Linked DNA regions of Sus scrofa: region 2 is linked to region 1. A link is a contact called in public HiChIP or PLAC-seq data. All regions are on one chromosome and are shown on one strand. The core of a region is the stretch at or near the end of the contact, and the rest is flanking DNA. Distances in the headings are between cores, read along the strand shown.

The links. HiChIP or PLAC-seq counts read pairs in DNA pulled down with a chosen protein or histone mark.
Region 2: an H3K27ac HiChIP or PLAC-seq map of alveolar macrophages shows a contact between it and region 1. The contact joins the promoter of POLR2K here to the promoter of RNF19A in region 1. A contact is called at or near these places in 1 of 5 promoter capture datasets (fetal liver) and 1 of 2 datasets of contacts at active chromatin or transcription factors (alveolar macrophages).

The regions. Positions count from the first base shown.
Region 1 is chr4:36,687,943-36,691,755 of Sscrofa11.1, forward strand. It overlaps RNF19A (ring finger protein 19A, RBR E3 ubiquitin protein ligase), which reads left to right and starts at 2,141. Exons shown (of 9, transcript NM_001038006.1): 1 at 2,141-2,817. The coding sequence starts at 2,144.
Region 2 is chr4:36,851,259-36,855,373 of Sscrofa11.1, forward strand. POLR2K (DNA-directed RNA polymerases I, II, and III subunit RPABC4) reads right to left here and starts at 1,364. Exons shown (of 4, transcript XM_003355012.5): 1 at 1,224-1,364; 2 at 1-22. The coding sequence starts at 14.

The DNA of each region.
Region 1 (3,813 bases), core at 891-3,390:
TATTTCCAGGTTTTGTGAGGGGCTTTTTTTTTTTTTTTTTGCCTTGTTTTATTTGCTTGTATCAACAAGGCTGTGGTGAGTTTCCTTGTACAGTATATATTTGCATATTTGTGTCCTTATATATTCTGAAGGATGAATTTTACCTGTAGGATTGCTGGTCAAAAGTTCCATTCTGAAAGTTTGTGCCAAATTGGTTCCCTGAAGTTGTGCCGATTTGAGTTCCTCCCAATAATATGTTGAGGTGCTTCTTTCAGTACACATCAATCCCTTCAAACTTTCAGTCTAATGTGTACAGGGATGGTATCTAATGTTTGAATTTTCATTTCTTTAGTTGTGACTGTTCCTATCTTCCTAATTTTTGTAATTCTTTATAAGAACTGCCTTCTTATATCTTTGCTCCTTTTACTGTTGCACATCTTTTTCTTACTAATGTATAAAAGCTCTTTTTATACTATGGGGATTTGTTTGTTGTTATATATGTCTTTACTAATTTATCATGTCTTCCTACTTTATAGTATTTTTTATCATATAAAATATGGTAAAATTTTTTAGTATTCAAATTGGTTTATTTTCCTTTGAGGCGTATTTGTTTATTTGTACAATATTTTAGAAAGGCTTCCTGAATAGGATGACCATCTGTTCTGGTTTTCCCCCTATTATCCTAGTTTAAATATTAACAGCACCTCTTACTAGGTTCTTATCTGGATAATAAATTATTTGGTATCATTTCTAGAAACATGTTTTGAAGAATTCTCTAGGCAATACTCATTAAGTACCGCTTGTTTAATATTTTAAGTGATAAGTTCTCAGGACAAGATCCATATGTAGAGCTATAACTTGAAAGATAAGAGTATCCATATGTCCACATTTGGTAGATGCTTTTAAACAGTTGTCCAAAGTATTTGTGCCATTTTTCACTCCTACGAGCAGTCCATGTATTTGTTAACATTTGGAAATGTCAGAATTTTAGCCATCCTCCTGGGTGTATGGTGATCCCTCAGTGTGGCTTTAATGTGTGTGACAGATGATGTTGAGCACTTTTTCATATATTTTGTAAAGTGTCTGTTATGTCCATTGCCCATTTTTCTTTTGAATGTCAGCTTTGTTTTATTGATTTCTAAGTATTCTTTCTATATTCTGGATACTGTTCCTTTATTAGTTATAAGTGACAAATATCTTCTCCCTGTCCCTAATACTGTCTCTTTATTGTAATCAATTTAACAATTTTTATTTTATAGTTAAGTACTTTAGCATGTCCCATTTAAGAAATCTTTTCATTAAAACATTCTCTTCTATTGACTCTTAGAAGTTTTATGATTTTACTTTTCACATTTAGTTCTATGAACCATATAGAATTTATTTTTATATGGGGATTTAGCTACATGTTAAGTTCCTTTTCTCTTCTCAGATGGTAACCAGGAAAACTGTATTATGTGGTTTTGTTTTCTTCTTGACAAGGCCATTCTTAATGCTCAGCAGTGTCTCCTTTGATAATAAGAAGTATCCATGTGTATATGTGGGGCTTTTTTTTCTGTACTGTGCTCTGTTCCATTGGTGTTTGTATCCGTCTTTGTGATGTTCCACACTGTCTTCTTAATTACTGTAACTTTATAATACTAATTATATCTGGCAGTGTAAGAGTACCCCCACACACACATATACACTTTGTTCTTCAAAATAGTATAAGCTATCCTTAGACTTTTGTATTTGCATGTACATTTTATTGTCACTTTTTAAAAAACTCTTAAAGGCAGTGGGAATCACTGATGTTTGAGTGTGATAATGATCAAAAGTTTTGTACAAGATTTTAATGAGATCAGCTCAAATCTAGGCTCTTAAGATTAAAGAATATCCTTGTTATTTCAGCATTGGTTTTATATTCTCTTGTAGACTACTCAATAGTTGGCCTTATTTAAAAAGAAAACCAACAAATAGTTAAAGAACATACTTCTTTGAAGTTTCATGGAGAAGAGTTTGTAAGTTTGTAAAAAATATGCAGACTGAGAATGCAATTAAATAATCTTGGTATTCTATTTTCTTTTGTTTTTCAGAACATCTGTGATAAGTCTTCTATAAATTGAACTTTTTCAAGAATTCTCTTAAGGAGCCACGTAGGATTTTCTTACACCATGACTTAATCTGAATGCAAGAACAAGAAATAGGTTTGCTCTCTAAATATAATGAAGGGCTGTGTATAAACACAGACCCTAACTCAATTCTAATGAGTATTTTAGACATGAGTTTACATCGGCAAATGGGTTCGGATCGAGATCTTCAGTCTTCTGCATCATCTGTAAGCTTGCCTTCAGTCAAAAAGGCACCCAAAAAAAGAAGAATTTCAATAGGCTCTCTTTTTCGGAGGAAAAAGGAAAACAAACGTAAATCAAGGGAGCTAAATGGCGGGGTGGATGGAATTGCGAGTATCGAAAGTATACATTCTGAAATGTGTACTGATAAGAACTCCATTTTTTCTACAAATACCTCCTCTGACAATGGATTAACTTCCATCAGCAAACAAATTGGAGACTTCATAGAGTGCCCCTTGTGCCTTTTGCGGCATTCTAAAGACAGATTTCCTGAGATAATGACTTGTCATCATAGATCTTGTGTGGATTGCTTGCGACAATACCTAAGGATAGAAATTTCTGAAAGTAGAGTTAATATCAGTTGCCCAGAATGTACTGAACGGTTTAATCCCCATGATATTCGCTTGATATTAAGTGATGATGTCTTGATGGAAAAATATGAAGAATTTATGCTTAGACGGTGGCTTGTTGCAGATCCTGATTGTAGGTGGTGTCCAGCTCCAGACTGTGGGTAAGAAGAATTTGTTTGATTTTTCTTGAGTTAGTTTTTTCTCTGGATAAAATAAGAATTTGCCAACGATTACTCAAAAAAAAAAAAAAAAACTTAACATGATAGGTACTTTATTAATTCAAAAGACAAAAAAAATATATTGAGTATATATTGACACTTGTCAGGAGCAGTGTCAGATATTAAAGGCAGGAATCTTATGTTGTTCATCTTTATACTGTCTTTGCATCACATATTCACTTAAGAACATTTTCAGGGAGTTCCCATCGTGGCGCAGTGGTTAACGAATCCGACTAGGAACCATGAGGTCGCAGGTTAATGATCCAGCGTTGCCGTGAGCTGTGGTGTAGGTTGCAGACACGGCTCGGATCCCGCGTTGCTGTGGCTCTGGCATAGGCCGGGGGCTGCAGCTCCGATTCGACCCCTAGCCTGGGAACCTCCATATGCCGTGGGAGCGGCCCAAAGAAATATCAAAAAAGACCAAAAAAAAGAAGAAAAGGGTAAGTTAGTAGAGTATAGGATGTAGTAGTGGACACATTGATTTTCCCCATCCATTTGGAGAATTTTTATTTTGGTATAATAGATGAAACTATCAGGCCTTTTGTTTGCTTGCTTTTGTTTGAGTCATTTATATAAATTAAATGACCCTTTTGAAAAGTTCCTTAATGGTGCCGCAATATGATGTGTTCATGTTGACATAAATGAGTATTTGCTAGCCTCAAGAACCACAGATCATATAAGTTCATTTGCCTCACGTTTTTGAATTACAAATGCCATTCTACTAATATTTAAAATAAAATAATTTTGCTTATATATGTCTTATATGTTAACAGCAGCCTCCATTTACGTAGCATTTACCATGTATGGTTGTTAGAACTAGGAAGAAATAGTCATGTGCTTTTCAAGAATAAAGCCAAAAACACGGGATAAGATTTAGCATACCATTAGTCACCCAGAGATTTTAAGTAAGAGTTTGGGAAAACTCAAGCATTTGATTAT
Region 2 (4,115 bases), core at 114-2,613, 160 kb after region 1:
TTCTGTGTGTCCATCGTTATCCCTGAAATCACAGATTCAAATACTGAACATCTTAAAGGGGCCCCTCACAAATCCAATCATGCCTTATTTTTCTCAGGGAAAGCTAAAAAGCTAAAAAGTTCCCAATTCCTAATCCGTACTTTTTAAAAATCCTACCGCTGGTTCTAAAGAATGAATCAAACCCACAAATAAGCATTTTGCATTTACCCCCAAACTGGACTCCATAAACACTTTACAGATTTCATATTTACACATGCTATTTCATTATAATCTCTACAACAATTCTAGGCGGTTAAATAATTACTCTTAATGAACAGATCAAGAAACTAAGATTTAGGGAAGGTTAATTTGGTCAGGATTATTCAGTAGTTAAAAGGCAGAGGAATTTAGATCTGACTGCGAAGCTCTGGTTTTCATTTAACACGAGTACAAGTACTATTTTTCTTTTTCTTTCTTTTTCTTTTTTTTTGTCTTTTTGCTATTTCTTTGGGCCGCTCCCACGGCATATGGAGGTTCCCAGGCTAGGGGTCGAATAGGAGCTGTTGCCACTGGCCTACGCCAGAACCACAGCAACGTGGGATCCGAGCCGCGTCTGCAGCCTACACCACAGCTCACGGCAACGCCGGATCATTAACCCTGCCCTGAGCCAAGGGCAGGGACCGAACCCGCAACCTCATGGTTCCTAGTCGGATTCGTTAACCACTGCGCCACGACGGGAACTCCAATTTTTCTTTTTCTTTCTCTCTCTCTCTTTTTTTTTTTTCCACCCGCGGCATGTGGAAGTTCCAGGCTAGGGGGTCCAATAGGCCTGACAGCCACAGCAACGCGGGATCCGAGCCCCGTCTGCTATCTATACCACAGCTCAAGGCAACGCTGGGTCGTTAACCCACAGAGCGAGGCCAGGGATGGAATCCGCATCCTCAAGGATACTCATCTGATTCAGTTCCGCTGCGCCACAAGGGGAACTCCCACAAGTGAAATTTTCCCAAAATTTAGCAAGAAATTGCCAAAAAACTATACCCCTCAACAGGAAAACATGCGAACCGAAGAAAAGGGAAAAATAATGAAATAACTCCTAACAGCTGAAAAGGCAGACAACCCAACAGCTAAACAAGCCAAAGGGCTAACAGCATCGACTCCATCCCCAGCCTCTCTCGACTCTAATCCCACACCGGACCTCCTGTAACCCCTAGTATCTTTCCAGTTTTGGCCCAAACACTCACCTTCCAATCCCAAACCGCCAATCCGCCAAACCCCTACCCACGGAACACGGAGAAACTTCCCGAGGCTCCCTAACAGATTCCTGAGGCCGCTGTGTGTCAGCCCACTTCCGGCACTGGCAGATGACGCAGGATGTAGTCTCCGCCCCTTCCGCCCAAGGAGTGGCCGAAGAACCCGGATTGAGCGCGGGCAGTTAAATTGGAATTATGTATGTTTGATTCGCTCTGTAGAGGTTCTTATTTGGCTCCCAACTATTTTCATTTTTCGGGGAGGCAAAGAATTTTAGCAGTTTCTCAGGTCGAAGGAGGTTTGTTTCTATGACAAATGAAGGCCGCAGAAAGTAACAGTTTTCCAAGAGGTCAGAGCGTTAGATACCCAAGTGAAGTGCTCATGGAATCCCTGGGCTGACCGTTACTCCAAAGAACGTGGAAGTATCGGTTTCACCGCTGATTTCCACGTAGAAGAGCAGTTTTCAGATTATGGATTTCAGATCGTTTTAATACCTGTGCCGCCGGCAGTGGAACAGCCGCCTCCTGCCCTTTGCATAATGTTTGCTTTTCGACCCTTTCTCACTTAGGTACCTGTCATCCTTCTCAGCCTCTCCTTTTACTCGTTTTAAAGCACAGGCGGACTTGCAGGCAGCTACATCCAACTACTGCCACTTAAAGCTGAGGGATTTAGGTAGTGGTGGCTGTTTACCGACCCTCCTTTGGTCCCATGTATTCTCTAGAAGAACAAAACGACCTGCTCAGTGGAATCCTTTCAAAGATCAAACTATTAGTGAGACATTATCGTTGGATGTACACATTTACATTCGTTTGCTTCTTTCATAGCAGGCATTTTACTAATATCAGAATGAGAGGAAGAAAATGAAGTTGTTACAATTTAGAAAATACATATTCGTTATCTATTACAGTTAATTGGAGAAGCAGGTTTCTTTCTTCCCAACATGCATTATTTTGGTTTCTTATTAAGCAGGCAATACTGCTCTCTGGTCTTCCATACGGAAACTTGGGAACTTTGAGCTTCGCATTACACTTCCAGGAGGAGTTCCAACTGCCGGCACCTCCACAGACCAACTTGAGAGATTTAACTCAATCTTCCCAGTCTTCTTAGCTCCCTGTTGTAAAAATTTCAGGAAACACAGTGGAGTGTCCTGCTTCTTCCTCCACAGACAGGCTAAGACAGAACATACAAGTATTTTGACCATCTTAAAAAATATCTCTCCTGTCAGCCAAAGGGAAGAGGTAACCCAAAAGAAGAATCAAAATAAGCTTTGCTCCAAGAAGTATTAGATAAAACCATTGTTATCATAAGAGAAAGATTATGGAGTGATCCAAAAAGTATAACTTTAATCATTGCAAGCTGACCTGGATTCCAACTCTCAAGCTTGAGATTTCAAGAAGATGCTGGCACTTAATGCAGTCTATGGAGATCAGGAGGAATTAACACATGCAGAATACAAACGGCTCCTGGGACCCTACAGAGGGGTAGAGTAAAGACAAGTTGTAGCAAGGAGATCCAGAATTTCAACAAGAGTTCATGTTGGGGCTAGATCCCAATCCAACACTCTTGTTCCTATGAGTAGGAACAGTAATTTTAGCATCATGTGGAGCATGGTCAGTGGAAGCTATTATCAGTGATGACAACTAACATTTCTTGAGTGCCTACTATGTGCCAAACATCATTGCATTGCCTTCTCCTAATGAGGGTATTTGTCTTGCCATGTTGGATACTAGTGCTTTTAGTACCTTGTAATATGGTTATGGAGATGCAAATTACCATTTTTTCCCCTTGAATAGCTCTTTTCATTGATCATATTCATTTAAATATATCTGCATAACTTGATTAATCATGGTGATGGAAAAGTCTTCCATCATGTTTTACTGGATGGTCCCCCAAAGCAGCATTGGATCTATGGAAAACATGGATTTTAGAATTCTGAGGTCAGTCATAAGATGACACCAAATCCAGAAAGGGAGGAAAAAAGGCCAAAGACTGTGATAGGTAAAGATTAGGAAAATATAGCTCAGCGGCTTAAATTTGGGGTATAGGACAAGCTTTAACTAGATTTGTAACTAAATGTCTTTCTGCTCTGTTTTAGGGAGGGGTGAGGGAAAAATTATTCTTCTTTGAATGAGTTAAGTCGAGTCACCAGAGTGGTCTTTCTAAATTGCTCTGCATTGCCTAGACAGTAAACTTCAGATTCAGCATGCATCCAAAACTCTCCATGGCTTGGCTTCTTCCCCTTCTCAAGGATTTTATTTGGGAGTTCCCTTGTGGTATAGCAGGTTAGGGATCCTGTGTTGTCACTGCATCGCTGCTGTGGTGCCAGTTTGATCCTTGGCGTGGTAATTTTCACAAGCCAAGAGCAAAAAACAAAAAAAAAAAACAAAAAACTTTGCCCCTTCCTTAAAACGTCTTATTTTCCAGCTGTAACAAATTGTTTACAGTTTATCTAATGTGCCCAACTGTTTGATTTTCTTTCTCTTGCACATTTCCAGTTTGGAATCATCTCTTATCTCTCTTAAACTGCCACTATCTTTCAAAATCCACCTCCTGGCACAGTCTTTATAAAGTTAGCTCTGCCCTATCTTCTATATTGTTAGTTGATTCCTTTTTCTTTTGTGCTGTTATTCGTTTTCTACTACAGCACTTATACCAGTGAGCCCTTGAGAGCAGTGTCTTTCCATCTTTGTATTCCTAGTACCTAGCCCAGTAATTGGCACACAGAGCTTAAAAACTGTGAGTTTGATTTTGGACATATGGCATTTAGGATAACTAAGGGGCATCCAAATGGAGAAATGTTCTCTTGGAGGAGAATGGTAGCAGTGGCTGTTACTGGCTTTAAAGTATTGGTTGTAACTCTGAATGAGAATTATGTACGCACAGAA